Linked DNA regions of Mus musculus: regions 1, 2, 3, 4, 6 and 7 are each linked to region 5. The links are chromatin contacts, called in public ChIA-PET and HiChIP or PLAC-seq maps. All regions are on one chromosome and are shown on one strand. Each heading gives the region's core, a stretch centred on a gene start, on an enhancer-like site or on the middle of the called end of the contact. The rest is flanking DNA. Distances are from core to core; before and after follow the strand shown.

Evidence for each region. ChIA-PET counts read pairs in DNA pulled down with a chosen protein or histone mark. HiChIP or PLAC-seq counts read pairs in DNA pulled down with a chosen protein or histone mark.
Region 1: a contact with region 5 is called in an H3K27ac HiChIP or PLAC-seq map of extraembryonic endoderm stem cells, with 9 times the contacts expected there. The contact joins the promoter of Rdh12 here to the promoter of Zfp36l1 in region 5. A contact is called at or near these places in 3 of 39 promoter capture datasets (embryonic stem cells, hematopoietic stem and progenitor cells and hippocampal neurons), 1 of 484 Hi-C or Micro-C datasets (B cells) and 7 of 115 datasets of contacts at active chromatin or transcription factors (the SCID.adh cell line, bone marrow-derived macrophages, embryonic stem cells and 3 more).
Region 2: a contact with region 5 is called in an H3K4me3 HiChIP or PLAC-seq map of the 230-238 cell line, with 9 read pairs. The contact joins the enhancer-like site here to the promoter of Zfp36l1 in region 5. A contact is called at or near these places in 1 of 39 promoter capture datasets (embryonic stem cells), 1 of 15 datasets of contacts at CTCF or cohesin (pro-B cells), 5 of 484 Hi-C or Micro-C datasets (the 63-12 cell line, B cells, CD8 central memory T cells and 2 more), 22 of 115 datasets of contacts at active chromatin or transcription factors (the 230-238 cell line, CD8 T cells, DN3 thymocytes and 16 more) and 3 of 9 other capture datasets (adipose tissue, embryonic stem cells and pancreatic islet).
Region 3: an H3K27ac HiChIP or PLAC-seq map of trophoblast stem cells shows a contact between it and region 5, with 6 times the contacts expected there. The contact joins the promoter of Rdh11 here to the promoter of Zfp36l1 in region 5. A contact is called at or near these places in 8 of 39 promoter capture datasets (the 3T3-L1 cell line, cranial neural crest, embryonic stem cells and 5 more), 2 of 484 Hi-C or Micro-C datasets (B cells and embryonic stem cells) and 13 of 115 datasets of contacts at active chromatin or transcription factors (DN3 thymocytes, the NIH/3T3 cell line, the SCID.adh cell line and 8 more).
Region 4: an RNA polymerase II ChIA-PET map of memory CD8 T cells shows a contact between it and region 5, with 87 read pairs. The contact joins the promoter of Srsf5 here to the promoter of Zfp36l1 in region 5. A contact is called at or near these places in 3 of 484 Hi-C or Micro-C datasets (B cells, CD4 T cells and CD8 T cells) and 3 of 115 datasets of contacts at active chromatin or transcription factors (memory CD8 T cells, pancreatic cancer cells and thymic regulatory T cells).
Region 6: a contact with region 5 is called in an H3K4me3 HiChIP or PLAC-seq map of bone marrow-derived macrophages, with 13 times the contacts expected there. The contact joins the enhancer-like site here to the promoter of Zfp36l1 in region 5. A contact is called at or near these places in 1 of 39 promoter capture datasets (hematopoietic stem and progenitor cells), 2 of 484 Hi-C or Micro-C datasets (B cells and bone marrow-derived macrophages), 25 of 115 datasets of contacts at active chromatin or transcription factors (the SCID.adh cell line, T-cell acute lymphoblastic leukemia, acute myeloid leukemia and 16 more) and 1 of 9 other capture datasets (embryonic stem cells).
Region 7: a contact with region 5 is called in an H3K4me3 HiChIP or PLAC-seq map of embryonic stem cells, with 4 times the contacts expected there. The contact joins the promoter of Arg2 here to the promoter of Zfp36l1 in region 5. A contact is called at or near these places in 2 of 39 promoter capture datasets (hippocampal neurons and stem cell-derived epiblast-like cells) and 2 of 115 datasets of contacts at active chromatin or transcription factors (embryonic stem cells and large pre-B cells).

What each region holds. Positions count from the first base shown.
Region 1 is chr12:79,206,711-79,210,279 of GRCm38.p6, forward strand. It overlaps Rdh12 (retinol dehydrogenase 12), which reads left to right and starts at 2,203. Exons shown (of 7, transcript NM_030017.4): 1 at 2,203-2,398. The coding sequence starts at 2,331.
Region 2 is chr12:79,422,056-79,425,703 of GRCm38.p6, forward strand. All of the region lies in intron 7 of Rad51b (RAD51 paralog B), which reads left to right. Among named protein-coding and RNA genes, the nearest start is that of Rad51b, 130 kb to the left of the region's middle. Within about 2 kb of position 2,041, at least 13 of the 459 cell types and tissues checked have an H3K27ac peak or open chromatin away from gene starts, as enhancers often do. A contact at or near this core is called in the 230-238 cell line, the 63-12 cell line and pro-B cells, where this site is marked.
Region 3 is chr12:79,190,237-79,194,174 of GRCm38.p6, forward strand. It overlaps Rdh11 (retinol dehydrogenase 11), which reads right to left and starts at 1,619. Exons shown (of 7, transcript NM_021557.6): 1 at 1,490-1,619. The coding sequence starts at 1,554.
Region 4 is chr12:80,944,212-80,948,169 of GRCm38.p6, forward strand. Srsf5 (serine and arginine-rich splicing factor 5) reads left to right here and starts at 1,288. Exons shown (of 8, transcript NM_001079694.2): 1 at 1,288-1,461; 2 at 2,365-2,509; 3 at 3,100-3,170; 4 at 3,285-3,383; 5 at 3,585-3,654. The coding sequence starts at 2,384. It overlaps Gm20337 (predicted gene, 20337), which reads right to left and starts at 1,188. Exons shown (of 3, transcript NR_045057.1): 1 at 526-1,188.
Region 5 is chr12:80,111,244-80,115,223 of GRCm38.p6, forward strand. It overlaps Zfp36l1 (zinc finger protein 36, C3H type-like 1), which reads right to left and starts at 1,770. Exons shown (of 2, transcript NM_007564.5): 1 at 1,576-1,770. The coding sequence starts at 1,632. It overlaps Gm52006, which reads right to left. Exons shown (of 3, transcript XM_030247048.1): 3 at 2,337-3,379. The coding sequence ends at 3,300.
Region 6 is chr12:79,319,344-79,322,957 of GRCm38.p6, forward strand. The region is part of intron 5 of Rad51b (RAD51 paralog B); the gene reads left to right. Among named protein-coding and RNA genes, the nearest start is that of Rad51b, 24 kb to the left of the region's middle. Within about 2 kb of position 1,763, at least 52 of the 459 cell types and tissues checked have an H3K27ac peak or open chromatin away from gene starts, as enhancers often do. A contact at or near this core is called in the SCID.adh cell line, acute myeloid leukemia, bone marrow-derived macrophages and 1 more, where this site is marked.
Region 7 is chr12:79,128,591-79,132,328 of GRCm38.p6, forward strand. It overlaps Arg2 (arginase type II), which reads left to right and starts at 2,198. Exons shown (of 8, transcript NM_009705.3): 1 at 2,198-2,390; 2 at 3,251-3,323. The coding sequence starts at 2,280.

The DNA of each region.
Region 1 (3,569 bases), core at 953-3,452, 900 kb before region 5:
TTTAAGATCAAGAAGAGAGGCTGGAAAGATGGCTCAGTGGTGGTTAAGAGCACTGCTATTACAGGAGACCCTGATTTAACTCCCAGCACCCACACTGGGTGGCTCACCACTGTAAATAACTCCTGTACCAGAGAGATCCAAAGGCATCTGCGGACACCTGCATTCGTGGGTATATCTTCTCTATACATAATTTAAAATAAAATTTAAAAAGATGAAAAGAAAAAAGAGAAACAAAGACTTACTATTGAATAAACAAGATACAAGCAGGTCTGATGGCATAACATACCTTTAATCCTACACTTGGGAGGTAGAGGCAGGCTGAGTTCTATGAATATGACATCAGCCTGGTCTAGTACCAGACTAACCAGGGCTATATGGTAAGACCCTGACTCAAACCTTTCCCCTACCCAACACAAACAAACAAAAACCCACTACTGCCACCACCACCACCAAAAACAAAAAAACATTCTTTCATTCTGGGACAGTTTTGAGTGTGGCAGCAAACGGCTCCTGACTAGAAATGGACACATTATTGTACAAAAGATCTTTTGGGGAAACCACTGGGGGCCATGCTAGGCTCCTACTTTTCTCATCTGGATGCCAGGATATGTCATTGGAAGATGAAAAGAGGGGGAAGCGGAGGAGTGGAAGAAGAGGAAGAGGCATTTACAGTTTTCACACTTGCTCTTATTCTGTAGGCTCTGTTCTTACAGAATGTTCTAGACCATGGTGACATCGGCCACAGCTGTGTGACTCCACTTGACAAACCACCACCAAAGGTCAAATCAGAGAGTAGCCCCTCATCTCTGTTTTACAAAGCTGCTGTCCCACTGCTGTGTCCTCCCCTGAGTCCACCTGACCTGAGAATCATCTGAGGTGAGTGGCCCGAGTGGCCATGTGGAGACTTGCAACTGATAATCACTCCCATTGGATAATCAAGTAAACTGAGGCAGCAGAAAGACTCAATAACTTGCCCAGGACCTTGAAGCTTGAAGGATGCTGAGCTGGGATTTGAGTCAGGAATTTGAGTCTAGCTCGAGAATACTTAAACACTCTACTCTTGCTTGACATGTCGTTGGGTGTGTCAACTTCACTGAAGTGTAATGTAAAGAACACACACAAAATGCCCAAATCAAAAGCGCCCAACTCAGTGATTGTTCACAGTAAGCACACCTGTGTACTAGCACGAAGATCAAAGACCAGCACATTGCCAGCCCCACAGGACCTTCAGCCACTCCCTATTTCTTCCATTTATTTATTTTTAACTTTTACTTATTTAATTGGTTATATATACATGAGAGTGCAGGAATGCACAGGCTTCAGCATGTGTGGAGGTCACAGTGTCACTTGGAGAGTTGGCTGTGGGACCTGGGAACCAAACTCAGGTCACTGTGCCTGTTTGCTATTGCTGATACCTGCTGAGCCACTTTCCCTGCCCTGTTAATTTACTTTGGGGTTTGTAGGGACATGCATATGGAGATTAGAGAACAAGTTTTCAAAAGTCAGGTCACTCCTTTTACTTTGTCTTCGAAGCAAGGTTTGTGCGTACCTACCTCTTGATCCTGCAGTTCCACTTCCTCGAGGCTACCTGGCCTTTGAGCTCCAGTTTCCATTTTGAAGTAGGACTACTGTGGTTACAGACGGCAGCCACTCTTCTGGCCTGAGCTGCCACATCTGACTTCTACATGGATCCTGGGGATTGGACACATACCAACAAGCTCACATGGAAAGTGCTTTGACCTACTTAGCCATCCTTCTTACTATCTCTCTTCCATTTTTAATCACACATATTTCAAGCATCATTAGGACTTGGAGGATTTTTTTTTTGTTTGTTCGCATGCTTGCTTTTTTCTTTGTTTTGTTTTTTTTGGTTTGGTTTTGTTTTGACACAGTTTATTATGTTGTTTAGGCCAGTCTTGAACTACAGACTCAAGTGATCATCTGCTTCAGCCTGCCAAATACGTTGATTATAAGACGTTGTCACTATGCCTGGCTTTTTTGAAGCCTGCTGATAATGTGTAACATATTCTATCTTGAAAATAGCGTGTTGAGGAGGAACTCCAGTATTGCCAAATTCTCACTGCCAATATAAGGTGAAGCCCTAATCTTTCCTTAAGCCCCACCCCTCTAGGACTACAACTCCCAGGAGGCTGTGCTCTGGCGGCTCTCGGATTTAAGTAAGATTCTGGGCATTGCTTAAGCCAGCCAGTTGCTGAGTGTCCCAGAGTGAGAGGAACCAAGAACCAACAGAAGCTGCCAGGAATTGGAGCCAGAGAAGGATCCTCGGGCTAGGTTGAGGGTGGGAAGCAGCAACTAAGAAAGTTGACAAGATGCTGTTTATCTTGGTACTGCTTACGTCCTTCCTCTCCATCTTGTATCTGACAGCTCCATCCATCAGGTTTGTTTTAATCCAGCAACTCAAAGATACTTTACGAAGATGGTTTTGACTTCTAAAAGAAGAAGGAGGGAAGGTGGCGGAGGCGAGATTAGTACATTAAAAACAGGAAAGGAGGGGTTCTGGATGCCTCTGCAGAAAACGAGAAGGAAGCACCTGGGTGGGAGGAGGTGGGGCTGATTTGAATTCGGATGCCGAGGAAGGAGGAAGGCGGAGTAGATGAGTCCTGTGGCACTTTCCTCTGATTCCTTTAGGTTTCTCTGACACTTTCCTTTTCTTTTCTGTCCCTAGATGAGGTGAGTGTCATGGGGACTTCATCGTTAAGGGACTCCTTGTCAAGTCTTAGGCACTCTGGAAAGGAAGCAAACTCTCTTCCCTTGATACTTCTCTCAAGAAGTGTTTTGGAAATGATTCACTGGGGATTTGTGGAGGTGCCAAGAAATGGCTATTCTATGTGGGGGCTTTAAATTTTGTTGATGATTAGAAAGGTTAGGAGCCAGGTGTGGTTGTACGTGCCTTTAATCCGAGCACTCAGGAAGCAGAAGCAGAAAGAACTCTGAATTAGAGGACAGACTGATCTACAGAGCGAGTTCCAGGGCAGCCAGGGCTATACAGAGAGACCCTGTCTTGAACCTTTGCCCCCTGACCTGACCCCACCCCCACCCCAAAGGAAGGTTAGATAGGCATACTGAGGACAGAGTGTCAAAGTGTCATACTTGGTCCCGGCCACCCTTAGAAATGACTTAAACATCTTTGGGCTTCAGAGGTTTTTTTTGTTTGCTTGTGTGTGTTTGTTTTTGTAATATAGAAGTAATACTGAAATGGCAGGGGAAATTAATATAAATGGCATATGGAAAGATAATATGTATGGAAAATGTGGAAAGATAGTGAGTGCAGAAACTATTTAGCATGGAGGTAGACTGGGTGCAGAAAGTGTTTAAACCTAGACAGAAAATGTATAGAAAATCAAGCCTGGGATAGACCTCATGAGTGTAGAAAAGTGTCTAGCCTAGTCTAAATATTGGGTGTAGAAAGTCTAGCCTAGGCTAGACAGTGCATGTAGAAAATATCAAGAAAAGACAGTGTATAGAAAGTGTCTAGCTCAGTGTCTGCCATCCAGTGATGTTCAGGAAGTATTCTAGACTCTCTGGTCTTGTTTTCAACAAGAAAGCTT
Region 2 (3,648 bases), core at 791-3,290, 690 kb before region 5:
TCTTTTACAGTGTTTATGGTGTGCTGGGTATCTGAACCCAGGTGCTTGTGTGGCAAGTACTTGCGACTCATTCAACTCTCTAGCCTCAGTATTTATAATCTTGTTGATAAAGTAGAGGAATGTAACACATACTTGGAAAGAAAATGATTTATCATGCAATAGCATCAACTAAGATTAGGAGATTATATATAACAAAGACAAGACAACAGTATTATTGCATTGCTTCCTTAGCCTTAGAGTGCTGCATTGTACTTCAAGATGACTGTTAGAACTCCATCTGTAGTATCAGTATTACTCCTGGTAGGAAGAGAGGGATAAGAGTGTGCCTCCTGCCTTTCAGAATTTTCTTTGAAATTTTACACAGCACTTTTTTTTTTTTTTTGCTAAAATCTGTCACATGATCATACAACAATCTGTTGCCATTTAGGGGTCTGGATTGGTTAATTTTTCCTCTGGTAGTTAAAGAATTAAAAGGTGGTGGGAGAAATCTTAGACACAGTAGACAGCAGAAGACAGACAGAATCAGCTTGTCAAGAAAAACATTTATTAGAGGTGAGGAAACACACACAGCAAGACACAGAGAAAGACCTTCTTAAGGCAGAAGGAGACTCAGGAAAGCCTCTCCCCGAGGAGTGGGCTTTAGGGTCTTTGAAGGTGCCTCCTCCCCCCAACTCAGAGTTGGCCTGTTTGAACAAAAACAGAGCCTGACAGGTTCACACATTTGAGCAAAACATGTCTGCCTATCAGGGACTCTGTCCATAGCTACTAAGGATAATTAGGAAATACTGTCTTTAGGGGATTCTTATAACTAGGAAGAAAGGGAAAACTAGACACTTAGCAATGATAATGTATGTAGCAATAATCTCTCTTTTGGTCTAATAGGGTTTTGGGCTTTTTGTTTGTTTGTTTGTTTGTTTGTTTGTTTTTTGTTTTGGAATTGATGTGTCTTTTTTTCTATTCTAAAAACGAATACAAAAGTTGACAAGCTTGAGATGGCATGTAAACTCTCTGGTCCAAATCTAAGCAAGATGATTGTAAGCCTCCTCGTCCTTCTTCCCTTTCTCAGTTTTCAAACTATCAGTGTCTAAAAACCATCTGACATTAGAAACTTACTCCAGGAATACATTTTTATGATAAAAACTAATCAAGAAGTACAGAGGACTAAAAAAGTGGGGATATAAAACCAAACTTAACCGTCCCTTGTTAGCATTTCTTGGCATGCATCTGTTAACATTTAATATTTATAGTATGCCATTGGTAGTGGGGCTGGAGAGTCGTAACGATCGTACCGTCGTGTGACTGTGTTCCCTGTCACTGACCTGTACACTTGAGAGTATTTAAAATAATCTATTTTGTATATATTGAGCTATAGTAAGAAACAAGAGTGGGCATACAGCTTTGTGACAGAATGTTTGCCTAGCGTGTGCAGGGCCATCTGTCCAGTCACCGGCGCCATAGAAGACAAAACCAAAGCAGACCATGGATTGTTTACAAAAATGATATCGTATTCAGCATAGTACCTTGTACTGTGCCTTTGTGTTCAAAATGAAAAGAGAACACCTTTGCGTGTAAATAAATACAATTTTGAAGCATGATTTGGTGACCAAGTATTTACTTTAACCTTTGGCTGGGCTGCCTTTCTTCAGAGGATGTTGAACAAATGAGGAGTGTTGTTCTGGTCCTTTTAACGTGGGTTTACAGAGAGCTTCGTGATGCGTGGAGAAGGCTGAGCACACAGCCAGATGTGGCAACAGAAACTTGCTTAGCTCCCTAAATGGTGTCTGCTTGTTCAAATGATTCTAAATAAACTACTTTGCTCAGCTGGGGTCAATGTGGCAGTTTCCATCCCCAGTTTGTTTGTTTGTTTTTATTTTTTGTATAAAAGGATTTCTTTTCTCTCTTTCTCAAATTCATACTTTTCTTGGATTTCTCCCCAACTATGTTACTGTGGTGTCAGAAGAGCCAGGGTGAAGGAGAACATACATGGTGTGCCACAGTTTGAGAGTTCCTCGGCACAAGCATCATGTTAATTGAAGCAGGCATGGCTCCTGGCTTGGCCTTGGGCAAGCCGCTTTCAGAACCATTCTCCCTGATGTGAGGTCTGGCTGTCCCCTGAGATAGTTTCCCTCCAGCCACTCTTGAGAGGATGCTTGCTGTTTTCTGTTGTCTTACTTCCTGCTGTGGTTGCCAGGTCTTCCTAAGTCTTCGCTGCCTCTCAGATGACCACGTTTTTCCTGTGCTGGAAATGTTCTGTTTGGGTAAACTAGCATGTACTCCTCTCCTGGTCATCTTTACCAGCTGACCTCAACTCTGCAACTCCTCTCCTCTCTCCCCTCTTCCTTCCTCCCTGTACCTTCGGAGTCCCCTACAACTCTTGTAATACCCTCTTTAATCTTCTTTTCAAAACCTCATCTTTGAGACCTTTTTCTTCTCTGACACTTTCCTCCATCTGTCACACCTCAATCCCCTCTTTGTCCTGCATGATTTGTCTGAATATGTGGGCACTTTCCCCTTTCTGACCACAACATCTGTTTTTCTAATATATATACTAACTACTCAACCTGAAGGAACCTTGTGATTCTAAGGAAGAAGTTTGCTGCTATCCCCACTGCCCTACTTTATATCCCACAGGTCGTACCTCCAACTTCTCTCTTGTCAATGGTAACTCTTTTACCCTACTATCAGGTACCTGAGCCTACTGAGCTCCCAGCCGTAGATGACATGGGTATTCTGCAGCTGCTCCTGAGCTGCTCAGTTCATTGAAGAAAACTATAGAGTGAGATTTATGGTACTGGCCTACAGTTTCGGAGGTTTAGTCCATTATCATAGCAGTCAGACGTGGTGCAAGAGAAGGAGCTAAGAGTTCTATATCTTGATCCAGGAAGAGACTGTCTTCAGCAGGTAGCCAGGAGGACATTCTCTCACCCTGGACAGAAGTTAAACATAGGACTTCAAAGCCCACCCCCACAGTGACACACTTCTTCCAAAAGGTCACACCTACTTCAACAAGTCCATACCTCCTAATAGTGCCACTTATGGGCCAAGCATATTCAAACCACCACATTGGGCAAGGTATATGAGATTTCTCAGCCTCAGTTTCCTTGTATGTTAGATGAAGATAATAAACCTTGTGCCTTGGAGTTGTTGTAAATGTTAAAGGGGATAAGATAGATTCTGAGAGATGTCTGAGAAATTAAGAGTACTGGCTGCTCTCCCAGAGGACTCAGATTTGGTTCCCAGCACCCACATGGTGGTCCAAAGTCATCTGTAACTGTCATAACAGGAGATGTGACAACAGACATGGAAATGGCGTATAGATACATGCATTCAGGCAAAACAAAATGATTTTTTTTTAAAATTTAAAAAGTGAGAAGACACTTGGAATGCTAAATTCTGTGGCTGGTTTGTTGAAAGGCCTTTTGCTATGATCACATTCTTTCTCTTGTGCCCTGCCCTATTCTTTCATAGAAAGAAAGTTTGTCCTGCTTCATCTGAGGATTCACCTCTCTCTCAGAGGACCTGTCCCAGCTTCTCTGAGCTCTTTACATCGTATTCATTTTGGAATCTATGTCTGTCTGGCTTTGGAGGCATCCTAAAACCTCTCCTTAATCCCATTGCTTCTTGACCCCTCCCCTTCTTAGCCTATTC
Region 3 (3,938 bases), core at 369-2,868, 920 kb before region 5:
TGGAGTCCTTGCACCTGTGCGTAGGCTTTGCTGGCCTTTCCAAATGGATGAAGCACAAACACAACCCTCAGATTTTCCTCTTCTCTTCTCAATTTTAGGACTAAAAGGATCTGTTGACTCAGAAGTGCGTTTTTAAGGAGCATTTCAACCATTCCACTAAACTTGTTATCTGCAAGCAGCCACTACTTAAGACAAACTAACTTGTGGTACCCAAAGGAACCTCTCTCTCCTCAGCGATCAAGGCCCCTGGCTCTGTGTCTCACGTCCCTTCAGACTGAACTTCAACACTGACAAATCCTGGGGACCAGGAATTGGCTCTTCCTCCTTCCTCTGTCATCATCGAAAACAAGAAATCAACTTTGAAAGCGCAGCTCTGGCCCCACTCTCCCATGCTGGCTCCAACGGGGATAGTAGAGTCCTTAGAGTGCTCGCTTCTAAGACACATTTCACTGGATGTAGCTCCGGTTCATGTTTTGTTGAGATTCTATATGGATATGAAGATCTTGTGGTAAAAAGAAACCCAAGTTTTTACCTGAGTACAAGGCCCATGTGTGCCTACTTATGGGAGCTGTAAGTATTCAGAGAGGAGAGGGGAAAAATGAAAGTAGCCACCAGAGAGAGAAGAAAAAGCAAAAAGAGTGGGAAGTAGGTCTTGGAAGAAAAAATGTTGGTCATGGTAAGAAATGACAGAAGGATGGCACAGCCTCAGCTCCAATAGGAACTATGGCCACGCCCAGAAAGAAGGTGGCGTTTATTACTGGTCCACCGTCACTCCTGGTGACTTACTCAGAACCAATCAGTGGACTGCCCCTTGTGGTAGCCTGCCGCTGATTCTCAGGTGATTACACACACCTCCAGGTTTGGGCTGACCTGACACTTAATTAAGAAACCATCCTTTGACCACGTGGTTCTTCTCCTGGCTCCTAGTAATCTAATTAGGGCAAACAAGCACGTGTTCCTACTCCGAAGGACAATGAATCTTCCCCTTCAGTTGTCACAAACACCTAAACAAGTGAATAACGGCAACAAGGAAGCATGCCCCAGATAACATTGGCATCGGGTTCAGAGAGCAAAAAGTGCAACCCTCCTGTAGTACCTCAAGGGCTGGAGACAAATAGTTAGACAAAGGCTGGTTCAAAGCTTGGGAGTGGAGAAAACAGTTAGAATCTAAAGCCCGCCATACTCAGCGGCTTCCCGAAGCTAGAGAGCAAATAGTGCTAGAGGAAATAAGGTAGGCCAGAAAGAGCAATACAGGATGATGGAGACCTGGAGCGCTTTTACGACCACCTGGGGTCTGACGTCTGGCCGTGCCCACATCCAGGGCACCAGGATCTCGCCTACAGTCCAGTAAACTCCAGATCTTTGCTACCTTAAAGGGCTTCTCAGTCCTTTCCTAGTCTTTCTTTACGGGGGCTAGGGAGAGGGCTTCAGTAGGGATTTTTTATCTTCTCTAAAAGACCTGGCAAGAAAAAGCAACATTCGCACAGACCTGATTTTTGGCGTGACCAAGTACAGGATGAAGGGAAGAGAGAGCAGAAGCAGGAATCCGAACATCTCAGCACCACCGAAGCGCAGTTGAAGTTGATGCTCTAAAGAGGACAGCGGGACTTATGGCTTCTGATCCTAGACACACCCCGGTTCAACTGCAACCGCCAGGGAGCAAAGCCCTCTGGGAAATGTAGTCCTGGATTTGGCGGCCGCCTGGCGGTGATACATTCAGAGTATACTTCCAAGCACTATGAAAAGTTGAATAACACAACCGTGGAGCAATGGTCTTCAGTGGTCCAGGGCCTAGGCCTGTGGGATCGTTGAGCCAGCCCTTCTACCACTCCTCTGGCCACTAATTGACTCTTTGGAAGTCTCGCGGGTTTGCTATCTCCTGGAGCCCAAGTCCAGTGTTTGGTTCAATTTTCCCCAATCATTATTAGGAAATTACATTTTGTCTGGGAGACAGCGTCTGGAAAGTATTCTGAGGTTAATTACAAAGGGCAGGAGCCGTTAGTCGGACAGTTGGTGTGGCGGAAGATGTCCTTCCTCAGAGATGACCTTTGCCCTATGGGGCAAAGCAAGTTAAGACCTCCTAGAGAGTCACGGTTGTGTGTACTTCGATCTATGATAGTATCCTTCATAATTTCCCAAGCCCTTGGTTGTTATTTGATAATAAAATAGTTTCTTGGATGACTATATCATGTATTACTCTTCAAGGAAACAATGCATTTCTCAGATTGGCACAGTTGGTTTTATCACTTTGTCAAAGAGTTTAATCCCGTCTTGAACTAAGGCCAGGAACATTTCTTTGGGAAAAGGCAAACTCCCTGTTCAAACTTTTCTTTCCTTTGAGGTGTACCTCATGGGGATAAACATGAGTTATCATGTTTAACAAGTTTTAAAAGTCATTGTCTGTGGTTTCCCACCTTCACTATTCAGTTTCTGGTTCATTTGCATAATTAATTTCCATTCATTGGAAGATACCTGTTCCACAGTCAAGTTGGAGCCATATACTGTATAGCACCTGGGAAGAAGACATATTCTTACAGATTTAGTATTGGATTATCTAGTAATCATCAGCATTTAACGCTTTCTTAGTGTCTAGTATGTAGAGAGCAGCTCACAGCTCAAAGAAAAAAGTCTTTTACGTATTCTGTTTCTTATTCATTTTATACATGTTTAACAGTATTTCTACAATAAACTGGTGTAGTCTCTGAGAGGTGACACAGACAGCTGTGAAGTACTGCTTCAGGAGTTGTCAAAGCTGCAGCTTTCTCCTTCCTGCTTCAACCTTCAGCCTTCTTGAGACAACTCTTTGGGGATCAGTGAGAAAGAAAAGAGAGAGGGGGTGGTGGGGAAGAATTATAAACACACACACATACATTCACACATGTGACAGATAGAGCAAGGCTCCAACCATTTTTCATACATACATACATACAGACAGACAGACAGACAGACAGATATATACTTACTTATATACATATACACATATACATATACATATACAGACAGACAGACATATATTTATATACACATTCACATACACATATACATATACATACAGGCAGGCCCACACCCAGATAACTTTCTAGTAGCATATTGATGACTTGCTCATAGCTGCCCCAGATGAAGAAACTTGCTGTTTGGCAACTTATGCCTTGCTCAGAGAGTTAGACCAGATGAGATATCAAATGTCTGTGAGGAAAGTGCAGCTCTGCCAAAATGATGTAACATACCTTGGGGAAAAACCAAGGCGGGGGGGGGGGGTGGACAGGCAACATCTGCTATCCCAGGCTAGCAAAGGAACGATTCTCAACATTTCAGTCCCCAAGACCTGGTATCAAATTTGTGAGTTCCTGCAGTCTCTGAGTACCAGGATTCACAGAGATTGCAAAGCCTTTCTACGAGGCCACTAGGGGGCAGGAGAGTGTCTTAAACTGGACTCCCCAAATGGACAAAGCTTTTCAGTCTCAAGGAATGAACTACTTGAAGCCCCAGCACTTGCCCTGCCAGACAGCTACAAGCCTTTCAACTTGTATGTAGATGAAAACAAAGGCATAGCCAAAGGGTATTGATCAGACCCTGGGTCCTTGGAAGAGACCAGGTGCCTATCTGCCTAAGAAGTTGGACCCTGTCTCACGAGGCTTGGCCAGCTTACCTACGTATTGTGGCAGCTGCTGTTTTGCTGGTCAAGGACACAGATAAAACCACCTTGTGGCTGACGTCATTTTTCTTCACCTACAATCCATAACCTGGGCACTACTCCTCTGGCTTTGCCACATAAAACTCCTGGTGCTCCCAGTCAGAATGGCTAAGATCAAAAATTCAGGTGACAGCAGATGCTGGCAAGGATGTGGAGAAAGAGGAACACTCCTCCATTGTTGGTGGGATTGCAAGCTTGTACAACCACTCTGGAAATCAGTCTGGCGGTTCCTCAGAAAATTGGA
Region 4 (3,958 bases), core at 38-2,537, 830 kb after region 5:
AGTCTTTATTGTCAATGTTTCTAGACCTCCCAACCTCACTGGGGAAGGCTGGATAGAGTTACCGATGTGGACTGCTGTGTATTACATCCATGCTGGAAGCATAAACTCTATTTCTCAATAACTGTTGATTTCGACTCTTTTTTTTTTTTTTTTTTTTTTTTGGTTCTTTGACTCAGGGTTTTCCTGGCTGTCTTGGACTTTGTAGATAAGGTAGGCCTGGAACTCACAGAGATGATTAAAGGCTGAAGCTACCACCGTCCACCTAACTATTGAGATTGAGACCTGGACAGAAAGGAATGGACAATGGCCAGTTGGATTTAGAAACAACTTGAAATCTTTCCCAGCTAGCTGAGCCAAGATTGGCCCTAGGGATTCAATATATAGGAGCGTTTTTTGTTTTTTTTTTTTTTACCCACAGTACCAATTTCATTATTTCACCACGTGAAATCTCTCCTTTAGTAGAAAACAATTCAGTTCCTTAGGCTGATCAGAACAAAAACCACAACACTGAAAGAATTCACTTACTTGAGCCTCAGAGAACCCTCTCTCTCTCTCTTTTTTCCGAGGCAGGATTTCTCTGTGTAGACCAGGCTGTCCTGGAACTCACTCTGTAGACCAGGCTGGCCTTGAACTCAGAAATCCTCCTGCCTCTGCCTCCCAAGTGCTAGGATTAAAGGCGTGTGCCACCACGCCCGGCTAAGAACCCTCTCTTGAAGGACATTGATAAGTACAATTTGCAGAAGAGGCTAAAGAGAGAAAGAAAGAAAGAAAGAAAGAAAGAAAGAAAGAAAGGAAGGAAGGAAGGAAGGAAGGAAGAAAGAAAGAAAGAAAGAAAGAAAGAAAGAAAGAAAGAAAGAAAGAAAGAAAGAAAGAAAGAAAGAAAGAATTGGACCTGGTGCTCGGGCCAATAATCCTATCACACTGAAGGCGGACCGGCTGGATCGCTGAGCTCAAGGCTAGCCAGGACTGCTTAGCGAGACCGACTATGTAAATGAATTTTTAAAAGAAACAGGTGATTTTTGAAAAGCCTGGGTTTCTTGGTAATCTTCGAGGGACCTAAGAAAAAGTTTAAATACATCTTTTCGTATCCAAAGAAGTGTCCCGGTGTATCCTGCCAACTGAACGAACGTTTCTAGTCCTCCCACCACCCACTGCTCTCGCCAGGGGTCGCGGTAAGGAAGCCCCGCCCTACTAGAACTTCCGGCTCCCAGGAACCGTCTGTCCTCAGCTCCAAGTGGGCGGTCCCCGAGCTTCTGGCACCGCCCCGGAAGTGACGCCAGGACGTCCCTTCCATTTTGTGCAACGTCCGAGCTGCTAAGTGCGTCAGTTGTGGAGAGACTGTAGACGAGTTGGGTTCGTGTGTATGTGTGTTGTGTGTGTGTTTGTGTAGGGAGGCAGACAGCTCCGTCGCAGACTACGGACCTCTCCGGGGTCTCAGCCGCCAAAGACCCTGTCCGGTAGGTGAGTGGCACGCTTTGAGGGCAAGGCTTCTCGGATCGAGGCTTCTTCATGGCCGCTCGGGTCGCAAGTGGCCGGGGCTTCGCTCTTTGCGGAGGACGGCGACTCAGAGAGCGCAGTTGATTTGAGGTGGGCGCTGGGGCACGTCTCCCTGTGGGTGTTGCGTGAGGGGGACACGAGGCGGAAGGGCGGGCGTGGGGAGGGCGTTTGTGTCGGGAAGCAGCGCGCCCCTCCCTGCCGCCCTTAATGGCTCTCATCGAGGCCCGGACGCCGGGGAGCCGGCCTGGCCCAGGGCAGCTTAGGGTTTCCCCCCGTGGGCCGGCGCAGGCGCAGCGCTCTGGGCCCCGGGCTTGCCCGTGTCTCGGGGGCACGCAGCTCGGCTCGCTACGCTCCTCCCCCCCCCACACCCCGCCGCATACTTCGGCCGTCGCCATTTTGTGCTGCGAACGCGCCCCGTCGCCCACTGCGCAGGCTCGGTGGTGGCGTCGCGAGATTCCGGCTTGTGACGCGCGGGGAGGCCGCGACGCGGGCGCGGCCGGCTGCTATTGGACCAGGCCTGGCAGAGGGCGGGCTCGGCTCCGCCCGCATTTCTCGGCCTGGCCTTAACTGCGGCAGATGGGAGGGGAACCCCGGGATCCGGGGACAGCGTGTGCGGCTGCGCAGTCTAGAAAGGTGGCTACTGGCGTTGTGGTGGGCTGCCGTGTGGAACCTGGGAAGGGGGTCTTTTGGAGAGTTAAGTTTTAACTTGGAATTTGAATGTGGTGGTCGTGAACGACTTAAAAGGTACATGGCGACCTTGTTAGTAGAGTTGGTAAACGTGGGGTGTGTTTGACTGCTTGACTGAACATCCCCCACCCCCATGGTGTCAATCGTTGATATTGTCTCGATTCAATTACTGCCTAACAGGAAACACTAGCCGGGCATCATGAGTGGCTGTCGAGTGTTCATTGGGAGACTAAATCCAGCAGCGAGGGAGAAAGATGTGGAAAGATTCTTCAAGGGTTACGGACGGATCCGAGATATTGACTTGAAAAGAGGTTTTGGTTTTGTGGTAAGTACTTGAAACTGAGTTGAATTATCTGTCGAGAAGTTAGGTAACTTTGTGGTGGTGACACATGCCTTTGGTCTCTGGCCCTTGGGAGGCAGGGGCAAGCCAATCCACAGAGAAACCCTGTCTCCAAAAAAAGAAAAAAAAAAAAAACAAAGTGGGTAGAGCTCTTGTGATGAGCATGGACTCTGAGTCCATGTGAATTGTTTTCCCAGAAAGATGTTAGAAGTGGCCAAGAAGCAGTGGCTTCTGTTAAGAAGTTAAAGTAACTGCTGGCTGGAGTTGATTCTCAGTCATCCCTAGCTTAGGGTTATAGTATCTGAGTGTAAGGTATATCTTAACACTTCCATGATTTTTTTTTTAAATTTATTTTTTATTTTTTTGGTTTTTCGAGACAGGGCTTCTCTGTATAGCTCTGGCTGTCCTGGAACTCACTTTGTAGACCAGGCTGGCCTCGAACTCAGGAATCTGTCTGCCTCCCGAGTGCTGGGATTAAATTAAAGGCGTGCGCCACCACGCTCGGCTTCCATGATCTTAATGTGCTGTAGAATGCATGCACGTCCAAAAGCTCTACTCTTACTGCTACATTTTAGGAATTTGAGGACCCAAGGGATGCAGATGATGCTGTTTATGAACTTGATGGGAAGGAACTTTGCAGTGAAAGGTAAGCATGATTGGTTTATAAGTAGTTCTCCCAGGGAAGTAGAGCAGAGTAGACATTTGCATATGTAAGTGCTCTCATGTGTAGTGTGTGAATGCTTTTTTTACCTCTTTGTAGGGTGACGATTGAACATGCCCGGGCTCGGTCTCGAGGTGGAAGAGGTAGAGGACGATACTCCGACCGTTTTAGCAGTCGCAGACCTCGAAATGATAGACGGTATGTGGTTTGGGTTTGGCTGTTACGGTTGGGTTAGGGTCCGTTAGCATTAAATGGTTCTCAGACTAGTTAAGTCTAGTTAGTCCACATGCTGAGAACCCAGAAACTTGATGGAATCACTATCTTGGCTTAAACTTGTCACATAGCATTTGACATTGTGACATAACATCTGACACTGAATGCTTATTTTTCTTTCTTCAGAAATGCTCCACCTGTAAGAACAGAAAATCGACTTATAGTTGAGAATTTATCCTCAAGAGTCAGCTGGCAGGTTTGTTGAAATACAGTTTTGAGATATTTTTTAATGTGGCATTTAAAAGTGTTAATGGGTAGTTAATGTTTTATTAATATATATCTTATTAAATGCTTTATCTTAAATTAATTTAATTGAACTATAATTTTAAACTTTAGTTAAATGTAACTGGGGGATGTTTCAGATTTTAATATTAGTGATCAAATGTAAATGTTTTGAGGTTATTTTTTCATGTTTTTTAAAATCAATTTTAACCAAATATTAAACCCTTTATTTGCCAGCCTATCTGTGTCGTTGGCCTTATGACGAGGAGTGCCTGTGG
Region 5 (3,980 bases), core at 520-3,019:
TGCGAGAGAGCTCTGGATAAGAGCACCAGTGTTTAATCTTGAACCAAAGCTGCAGACGAGAAGGAAAGCACCAGCACGCTCACACTCCCCGACTCAGTCAATTGGGGGCGGGGGTGTGTGAGTGAGCAAGGACAGAGGCTGCCACAAGCCCTAGTCACCTGCCCAAACTACCTAAGATTTAGAAAAGAGTGGGGGTGGGAGACTTGAAAGTTATCTCCAGGCCCCTGACACATGTGGGTGTGTGTCATTGTGCAAATTCTAAAGTTAGTCCCTTAGGATCCGCAGCAGGGGATCGGGAATCGGTAACCCTGTAACCGCAACCACCCCACCGAGCGGATTACAGGAACCCAGAGGAGAGCCGCTTCCAACAATGAGGTTCATTTAAAAAGTCCTGCGGGGGGAGGGGGCAAAAGAAAGAGAAATAGATCAAAGAGCGGGGCAGCGGGGCCCAGGATGGAGTTGGCTAGCTCAGGCTGCCGCCAGGGCAAACAGACTTGGAAAAACGCAGGGAGGGAAAGAAGCCGAAAATGCAAAGTTTTTGATGTTGCTCTTCAACTCCAGCACGGCCCTGCACCCCAACCCTGCAGCCCCGGGGCCTTGGCAGCTGCACCGACAGGAGCAGCGAGCTAGGAAGAGAGCAACATGACCCGACGTGTTTAAGGGAAGGCAAAAACAGTTCAGCAATTAAAAGTAGCCTAGCAGCTTCATCCTTTCAAATTGGGGGGTTGGGGGAAGTAGAGCGGGCAAAAAATTAACAACATTCACGGAGTTATTTCAATCGCACTCCTGGAACATTACGGTTTTAAAAGTTTTTTTCTGTTTTGTTTTTCAAAAACCTGACTGGCAAACTGCCCCATTTTGGCCCTCTTAAATCCTAACTGGCGGGAACTTGAGGTCTGGCAGCATTTTGTTCCCCTATTCCTTAGTCAACGAACCGTAGTGCCTCACAACCCAGGTAAGCAAACAGTTTCAGCCCCAAGTTTGCAGCACGATCGACCAGCTCCCGCAGCGGGAACCTAGCCCAGCTGGGGCGGACAAACTCCACTACAAAGTCGCTTTGCCTACATCTTTTTGAACCTTAAGTCGGCCTCTTTCTTCGTCGCATTATCTCTTAGCTCCCCAAAACAGACAGGAAAATTCTCCCAGTCAGATACCGCCCTGAGACCTCGCTTTTCCTAGAGACCCCTAGCAAAAGGTGTTGGGTAACCTCGAACATCTCCAGCGGGTACAGGAAACCCAAGGCGCACACTGCGAAGCCGAGCCCACCCGCTTAGCCCAGCTCCGGAGGTGCACCATGCAGAAAAGAATCCTTCAAAATTCGTCCCAAACCTAACCACTCTTCCGCACCTCCTTGCCCCGCAAACTGGAGCAGTCGCCCAGAACTTTGCTCCCCGGATTCACAGAACCCCACCTGGGACCTGAAACTTAAGTGCGAGGAGGACATAAACAAATTCCTTCACCATGGAGGGAAACGCAAGCAGTGAAACTCCTTCACGTCCCCGAGACCCAAACTTTTTAGAGTTTCTTGGAGCACAAGAGAAACTTTCAAAAAGCCAACGCTCCGCCCTGCTTTACCTTGCATAAAACTTCGCTCAAGTCAAAAATGGTGGCGGACACGAGGGTGGTGGTCATCGTGGGCGTTCGCACGGGGCAAGGACTAGGATCTGGTGTGTCGTGAAGGTCCCGGTGCGGGGAAGGCGCAGCCTCCGGCTCTCCGGTCAGGAGTCCCACACGCCTGCTCCCGGCGCCCCTCGCCTTTCTGACTCTCCCGGGCTGCGGCGCGCAAAGCCCAATTTATAAGATTTGGTGGGTTGGGGGGGGTGGAAGGAGGAGCTTTAAACGTATTTAAATGAAGAAGAGGAGGCGGAAAAAAAGTTGATTGACACTGAGGTTGAATCAGCCATGCGGTCAAGAGGGAGGGAGGGGTAAAGGGGGAGGAAAGAAACTTTCAAAAGGAAGAAGGGGGAGGGAGACGAGGAAAGAAGGCGGAAAAAAAAAAAAAAAAAAAGCACTCGGAGCGGCGCAAAACTTTTTTTTCTTAAAGAGGAAAAGTTTCGAGTCCGCGGGCTCCGGGGGCGCCCCTCCCCTGGGCCGAGCCCGGCAGAGGGGGAGGGGCGCCCACCCTTTGTCAACCTCGCTGCTCGGCTCTGTGACATCACTCATTCCACCCCCTTCGGAGTTCGAGTTGTTGTGTTTGTTGGTTTTTTTTTTTAAGAGTTGGAAGGCGGGCTCGACTCTCCTCTCTCTCTCTCTCTCTCTCTCTCTCTCTCTCTCTCTCTCTCTCTCTCCCCCCCCTCCTCCCTCCCTCTCCCCCCTGTCTTTTTTTTTTTTTTTTTTCTTCCTAGCAGGCGCTGGAGCTGGTCTTGAGCGGGCCAGGGCTGCGGTTTCCATCTTGAGCTAGTGTCCCTTGAAACTTCTCCAAGTGCCCGCACGACTTACCTTCCCCTGACTTCCCTGTCCACACCCGGCTGCCCATCGCAAAATGAGCTGGGCGAGGAGTTTAGGAATGCGGAGCACCCCAAATGTTCGAGTCAAGAGTTTTATGTTTGTTGTTTCCCATCAGTGAGCAAAAGAAGTAGGGATGACCAGAGAAAACTTTTTCTCCAGGAGAGCCTAGGCTGGAGGGGGCGAGAGCAGTAAGATTTTGCGCGCAGCGCGGGGTCCACGCGTGCTGGGCCGGCAGCCTGCGTTTTCCCGGTATGGTGGGGGCACCACTGCCTGGGCAGAATTCTTTCAGACCTAGATGGGGCGCTTTGTTCACATAACCGATCTTTAAACTTGCTACAGCAGAAAAGTCCAGACTTTCAAGGGCACCCCCTGAAAATAAAAGAGCAACAAGTCACTTTCCACGCGCGCTTTGAATTCGGGCTGCCTCCTCCACACATCCCCGAATGTTAAAAACAAGGGGGGAAAAAGTTACTTTGGTAAGAAGGAAGGTAGAGGTGGGGGAAGCGACACTTCTTGCTGCTCTCCCGCCCCCACGCGAACGGAACATATGGCTTGTCACTATGCCCGGTTTGGGGGTACCAAGCAATAAGACCCACGGAACTCAGTGGCCTTCAATGAATTACACCGCCCTTTAAAACCACGAACTATGTGTTTATTTACTATTAGGTCTGGCTGCCTCCCACCCGCACCGGCTCGCGTGCTGCAGTGGAGACCCGGGCGGAAATCGCGGGCCGCACCGCCCAGGCCTCGCACGTTTCTTCCCAGCATTCGAGGCCGCCGGGTCTGTTATGAAACCCGGTGCTCCGAGTGGCTACCAGCGAGTTCCATTGCGATGTAATTAGGTCACCCCATTACGAGTACGTTTCTCTGGAAAGGACGGAGCGGGCGGAGCAGAGCGTTCGAGGCGCACCACCCCTTACACACACGCACACTTTAAGAAAAAAAAAAAAAACAAAACTTTTATTTATCGCCAGCCTCTGGGCAAACCCAGGGAAACCTTCCAAATCACAACTGTTTTAGAAACAATTTTTTTTCTTTCAACTTTGCGAAACACGACTTTTACTGCAGCCCACGAACCTAACGTTAATTCCCCGCGGGGTCTCTGCTTGACTCCTCTCCAGTGACTTGAGTTGATGCCCCCCCCCCCCATTTTTTAACACGGCTGCTGCCCCGGGTTTTGCTGCTGCTGCTGTGCCTTCCCTCCCCCGCTCTCATTTTTCATCTTTTCTTGAAATCTGGCAAGCGCCAGGAAGGGAAATAACTTCCATCCACCTTAATTTAAATCATTCGGGTGTGTAGGTTTCTTTTTAAAGGGATGTTTGCTCCTTCCCCTCCCCAGCTCCAGGGGGGGGTTGGTGTGTGTGCCGCGGATTTCGTGCAGTTTCTCGATGATGAGGTAATGAGTTCCAGATTTCAGGACAGAGCAGGGTGCGTTAAAACCCACAAGGTTAGACGGAGTCCTGATGTGAAGTTATTTCGGCTTTTCAGTCCGCATCACCCTCCGGGCTGCTCTAAACTCCCGAGTGTTTGCG
Region 6 (3,614 bases), core at 513-3,012, 790 kb before region 5:
TCCTTCCATACATTATGCATATTAGCTCTGGAGTGTACCACCCCACCCCCCCCCCCCCACACACCGCCACCTTTTCTTTTCTGCACGTGACTTCATGAGTTCTACCAGCTTAGCTGTTTCATACTCTGATCTCATCTTTGGGTCCACCAGACTCACATTGGCTTCCCCTTTTGTGTGTCGTAGAATAGAAAGTGCCTCTGGTGTGAGCCTGGGGCACTTTAGGTTCCTTTACTAGTTTCCTTTCTCAGGAGGGTCACAGTTTTGAACTATTGTTTAGTGTGTGAAACTGTTCTTTCAGATTATTTTGTCTGCTTTTCTAGTTGATGCTATCGGGGCAATTCCCAAGCCAGTTAATCTTTTGTGCACAGAAGGCAAAATCTCCCTATTATTTATCTTGAATTCACTCCATATTGGCTTTATTTCCTAGCCCTATATTGAAATTGATTTTCAAAACTTTCTCCAACTCAATAGTATATAAAATGCAGCCATGCGTTGCTTAGTGGTAGTGGTATGGTTTGGGGACTGGATGACTAAGCCAGTCAGTCCTGTGACTCTGTTCTTGTGTGCTTACACAGACTGCTGTGTGTGTTCATCATGGATGTAGCCTCTGCACACAATCAAAAGATGTGGTGAGCAGAAGCAGTGTGAAGCTGATGCATTGTGTTTTCCAGACCTTAAAAATGCTGTAGAGGTAACTTACAATCTGAAGTAATGATTGCTAGCAGAGTGAGCACAGGCAGAAATATCACCAAGTGTTGTATACTGTGCATAATTTATATACTGTGCTTTTATATGACTGGTAACATGGTAAGTTTGTGTATACCAATATTACTATAAACTGACTAATGTGCTGCCCTTGTACAGTATGTTTGCTGTCACATCACCAGGAAGTGTTGACTCTCAGCCCTATCACACAGCCACCATGTTCTCCCCAACAGTTCCTGTCAGTTGGCTTCTTAGGTTTTATCCCTGTTTCTGACCATGTTAGTCTGTGTTGCTGGTCCCTCTCCATTTTGTCAGCATATAAGCCTTGGAGAATCCCGGACTCAGTTTTAGGATCTTGGTCTTCCTCCATCTGTCCTCAATCTCTCAATGCACTCTCATGGTTTTAGCACATTTCTTTATGGCAGAAGGGTCCTGTGTTCATATTCTGAGCTTTCCCACAAGCTCCAGATTCATATACATTTGCCACTTGACATAATAACATATTACAGTCACATCTATATATGTGGACAGCTTGATATACCTGAAGATGAATTCTGGATTTCCCTGTTTAAACACACACACACACACACACACACACACACACACACACACACACACACACACAGAGAGAGAGAGAGAGAGAGAGAGAGAGAGAGAGAGAGAGAGGAAGAACACTACACTAGTAACTACAATCCTGATTGAATCACTACTGTTCTAGATATTCATCCAATCAATCAAGTTCTTCCGGTTCCCTGCCTGAATTATACTTTAAATCCAGTTGCTCCTGATAATCTGAGGTATCATCTCCCTAGGTGAAGGCACCATGTTTCTTGTGTGGACAGCAGTTATCTTGTTTTACCCTTGCCCTTTGAAGCCTTTTCCCCATGTGACATCTAGAACCATCTCTCCCCTCCCCTCCCTCCTCCCTCTGTCCCTCCATCTGTGCGTGCGTGTGTGTGTGTGTGTGTGTGTGTGTGTGTGTGTGTGTAGGCGTGTATGCCTATGTATGGAGGCTAAAGGAGGATGTTGGGTGTCCTGCTGTCTCATTCTTTAACTTCCTCCTTTGATACAGTTTCTCACTGGCCTTGGAGCTAGGCTGGCAGCCATCAACCCTGAGACACTCCTGCCTGCTGAGCCATCTCCCTAGCCTCTTGAGCAGACCTTCAAAAAGATTTATTTATTATTTTGTATCTTATGTGTACGGATGTTTTGCCTGAGTGTATATATGAGCGATGAGTGTGTGCCTGGTGCAATAGAGGCCAGAAGAGGGTGGCAGGTCCCTTAGGTCTGGAGTTAAGGATCGTTTTGAACCACCATGTGGGTGCTGGGAAATGAATTCCATCTACTGAAAGATCAGCCAGTGGTTTCTAGCACTGAGCCACCCCCCAGAGCAAGCAGTCTTTTACTTTAAAAAAAATTATTTTTATTTTTAAAGACACATTTGTGGGATGTGGTGACTGAGTGGTTAAGGTAATGATCTGTTAAAAAAGGAAACCTGATGGGGTCAGGTCGGCTCCCACACTTCTCATTTTTCTTAATAAAACCCCAACAGACTACCACAGATCTGAGGGTCTGAGGGGACCTTGATTTCTGCCTGGCGCTCTGGCTTCCTCCCCTTCAACCTTTCAGGCTTCTTCCTGCTCCTTGTTCCAGCTACATTAACTGTTAGGGCACTGTAGCTGGCCCCTGATGTTCCAGCTACATTAACTGTTAGGGCACTGTAGCTGGCCCCTGATGTTCCAGCTACATTAACTGTTAGGGCACTGTAGCTGGCCCCTGATGTGTTTGCTTTTCTCTCCTTCTGGAATGTCTTAGGGCTTCTATTGCTGTGATGAAACACATGACCAATAAATAAATAAATAGATAAATAAATAAATATTTAAAAAATTAAAAAAAGAAAAGAGAAGAAAGAAAGAAAGAAGGAAGGAAGGAAGGAAGGAAGGAAGGAAGGAAAGTGAGAAAGAAAGAAAGAAAACACGAAAACTGAAAGCCCCAAACAAACATTTCCACATCACTGTTCATCATCAAAGGAATTGAGGACAGGAACTCAGACAGGGCAGGGACCTGGAGGCAGGAGCTGATGGAGGGGTGCTGCTTACTGGCTTGCTCTCCATGGCTTGCTCAGCCTGCTTTTTTACAGAACCCAGGATCAGCAGCCCAGGGATGGCACCAGCTGCCATGGGCTGGGTTCTCCTCCATACATCACTAATAAACACGATCCTTTCCAGGCTGGCCCACAGCCCAATCCTATGGAGGCGGTTCCTTAACTGAGGTTTCCTTCTCTCAGAGGACTCTAGTTTGTGTCCAAGTGATACAATCTAGCCAGCACACAGAATGTAACTTTCTTCTCTCCTCTGCTCGTCATTTCCTTTATTGGGGGTATTGTGATGTCATATACTCAATACTTATGGTAGTTAGTAGTGCCTGGCCTATGGTATAGGTCCTCAGTAAATCTTTTTGTTGTTGTTGTTGTTCTTTTTTTGTTTTGTTTTGTTTTTTTGAGACAGGGTTTCTCTGTATAGCCCTGGGTGTCCTGGAACTCACTTTGTAGACTAGGCTGGTCTCGAACTCAGAAATCCTCCTGCCTCTGCCTCCTGAGTGCTGGGATTAAAGGTGTGTGCCACCACACCCCCGGCTTCTCAGTAAATGTTGAATGAATGAATTTTAGATGCATCTTTTCAAAGAAGTGCCTTTGCTAAAAGATACCCACTAGGTGGCACTGTTTTCAGACTTTATGTAATTATGTTGGTGGCAAAGATGGGTTTTCTGTTGCTTCCCCTGAAGAACAAGATCTTGTGAAGAAAATTGTCACTGGATACTAATGGGATTGATACCAGGCATTTAGAAAAGCTTCACTGATAATTATTTTGATTTATATTTTTTAAAAAAGAGTTTCCCCAAATAAAAGT
Region 7 (3,738 bases), core at 948-3,447, 980 kb before region 5:
GACTTGAATTTTCTCTGTAGTTCAGCCAACCTTACAATGAGAGTTTCTGTTTGATTTTCTGCAACTTGAGCTCTATTGCTACAAGAGAGAAGATTCTCCTCAAGGACACACTTAGCAACTTTTAGATCGTTTACTTGTGTCTGGAGCCTTTCGATTTTATCACACAACTCCTTCCTTTCATTCATCATTTTTTCCACAGATACTAAGAGCAGCCAGCCAGTAAAATCATTTTTCGATTTTTTCCCCATCTTGTAGAAAGCTTTGTGCACTGAATCACCTAATTCATTAAGAAAATCAAGGGCATTAGCTTCTTTAAGTTCGGAATATAGTTTCAACCATGGGTCTTCAAAATTCTCTGAGCTCCCAGGAGGGAGAGAATCTGGAGAGGTTTCAATAGTTGAAAGTGCTGGTGGATCAACAAGCCAATTCCAGTATTTTAAAAGATTCATCCTTGTACTTCTGTTACTCTAGAACCACTCCTGGTACCAACTTCTGTATTAGTCAGGGTTCTCTAGAGTCACAGAACTTATGGATAATTTCTAAATAGTAAAGGAATTTATTGATGACTTACAGTCGGCAGCCCAATTCCCAACAATGGTTCAGTCGCAGCTGTGAATGGAAGTCCAAGGATCTAGCAGTTACTCAGTCTCACGCAGCAAGCAGGCGAAGGAGCAAGAGCAAGAGCTAGACTCCCTTCTTCCAATGTCCTTATATTGTCTCCAGCAAAAGGTGTAGCCCGGATTAAAGGTGTGTTCCACCACACCTTTAATCCCAGATGAAAGGCATAGCCCAGATTAAAGGTGTGTTCCTTAACTCGGAGATTCAATCTTCTGGAATCCATAGCCACTACGGCTCAAGATCTTCAAACCAAGATCCAGATAAGGATCTCCAAGCCTCCAGATAAGGGTCACTGGTGAGCCTTCCAATTCCGGATTGTAGTTCATTCCAAATATTGTCAAGTTGACAACCAGGAATAGCCACTACAGCAGGCTACAGAGTCACAGTTAAGAGTACAGTGTTAGACAATCTTGCCACTGTATGAAACACTCAATATGTCCATTTTATCATACTGTAAACTTGTGCTTACAACAAAGAATGCAGATCCTTCTATCTCCCCTAGCTTGCTGTGTCTGTGGAGGCAAGAAGCATCGGATTCCCCAGAAGCTGGGGTTAATGGCTATGCATAAAACTCTGCAAAAACCAGGTCCTCTGCAAGAGCAATGTGTGTCCGTAATTGCAGGGCCATCAGCCACTATTTACTATTAAAACCATGAAAAGCTCCTTGATATTTTTGGATTTGTTTCAGCCTCCTTTTAATTTAGAATGATCAGAATGTGTTGATATAGTTGGCCTCTAGTAACCAGTGCTCTTATTGTTCATGTAAAGAACTGAAAACAGGGGCCCAGAGAGGTAGCTGAACAGTTAAGAGCATCTGTTACTTTTGCTAAGGGCTTGGGTTTGATTCTCAGCACTCACATGGTGGCTCATAAAGGTCTGTAGTAACTCTAGTTCCAGCAAATCCTATATCCACTTCTGACTTCCCTGGGCACCATGAATGTCTGTGGTGCACAAACATATATACAGGCAAAACACTCATACACATTTAAAAAAATCTGAAAAGGAAATAAAATTTTGTTTAAAAAAATTAAAAAAAAAATCTAGAAAGTAATTGCTTGGTAAATTCTAAATTCTCCCCAAAGATCCAAGGTAGGTGAGTTTTTAAAAAGCCAGACTCAAGAGGACACTGATGGGGTAAATGTTTCTAGGATTTTAAGCTTTGAGATAGAAAGCTGCAGATGGATGCTGACTTGGTGTGGGTTAGCAGATGACCCCGGGTGCGGGCAGGCCACGGCCAGTGCCAACTCTTCAGCCGAGATAGCGCCTGGGGCGGGTACATGTGTCAAGTTCTCAAGTTCCACTGAGGTCTCCAACCTGGCAGGGACGCTGCTTCCCGGGAAACCACACAGGTGCCACTCTGATCAGCGGCTTTATGGTATCCGCCTTGGTGGCTTAGGCATCGGGGGCGGGGGGAGCGTGTCCAGGGAAAGAGAGGACAGGTCCAATGGTGACTTAACGGCAGGCGCGTCCCAGGCCCTGGAGAGCTGTAGTCCTCCGAGAAGGTGCGCCGGGGGCTGGTTGGAGGCGTGTCCGAGAGATGCTGACGTCACAGGGCGGTGCGCTCGCCTAGTGAAGCATCGAAGCTGTGGGAGGCTGCACTCACTCGAGGTCCTGAGTTGCACCGAGCCGGTTCTCCTAGGGTAATCCCCTCCCTGCCAATCATGTTCCTGAGGAGCAGCGCCTCCCGTCTCCTCCACGGGCAAATTCCTTGCGTCCTGACGAGATCCGTCCACTCTGTAGCTATAGTCGGAGCCCCTTTCTCTCGGGGACAGGTGAGAGCTGCGACCCGAGCTGACGGGACACTAAGCCTAGAGAGTTTCTTGGGGCCAGGAGGGAGGAGGGGGGAAAAAACGGGGGGAAGAGCTCGCGGGATCCCATGGCGGGTACGTGGAGCGCACGTTGGGTTTTCCTGGACCCAGATGGAGATGAGGGACTGATGGAAGGCAAGGGGGTGAGAGAGGGCACTGGGCATCGAGAGGGAGGGAAGTGGGCATCGAGAAGCGAGCATCTGCGGCCTCCAGGACGACGGAGAGTGGGCATTTCCAGCTTTGGGGTGATGACAGGAAGGAAAAGAGAGAGGATTCCATGGAGGAGCTGGAGAAGGCAAAACCGGGATCGTTGAGAAATTGTCGGAGAGGAGGTTAGAGACGGTGACCGGGGATTAAGGCAGGCTTCAGGTTCTATTCTTGCAGAAAGAGCATTAACCTGGAAAGAAATTGATGTCGGTCTCTGCAACTGCGGGAGGGACGAAGGGGCTTTGTTCTGCCTTCAATGAAAGGAACCTGCTGTCGCGGAGGGCGCACTCACTGATGGGGAAGCTAGGTGCCGCGTTCTGCCAGATACAGGTACCGGATCAAAGCTCACTGAGCCCTTTCCTGATCCGAGACTTTCCTGGTCTGGCTCTCAGTGAGGGACTCAGAAGGTTGATTTGCTTTCAAGAACAGAATCTTCCCTCCGCCCATTAAGCATTTAGTGAAACGATCAGCCTTCTACAGTAGAAGTTTTGATGCTGTGAAAGGTTTGCAGAGGAGTCTTTTAGGAGCTCCGGGTAGCAGCAGAGATTTCTGTGTCAAAGTGTTTCTGCTCCTTTCCTCACCTTCTCTTATGTCTGTGGGGTTTGTATGATTCACAGAAGAAGCTAGGAGTGGAATATGGTCCAGCTGCCATTCGAGAAGCTGGCTTGCTGAAGAGGCTCTCCAGGTTGGGTAAGTGGTTGGATTTCTGTGTTTGTTCCGGAAGGGGAAAAAACCTGTTCAGAATCTCATCTCTTCTATCCTGATCCTGTGGTAGCAGCTTGGCACCTGTAATTTGTTCCCATCTGGTATCCTTTGGATTCCTTCTGCAGATAAACATCTATCAGGGAATCTTCAGAGGAAGTCTTCTTGCAGATAGTGTTGGGGAAAGTGAAGCAGAGCAAAGTAGGTCCTGGAACAGTGTACTGCCAGTGTACTGCCAGTGCAGCTAAGGATTCTAGCTCGCTCAAGAGCTAACTGCTCAGTTAACCTTTCCTGGTTACAAGGTAGCTTTCCTAACTCAGACTTGAGCCAAGCCTGAGTCATCCACCACACGTGTTGCCTCTTTCCAAACCATTTCCTCTCTGGGGCTAGTGGGTTTGTATTA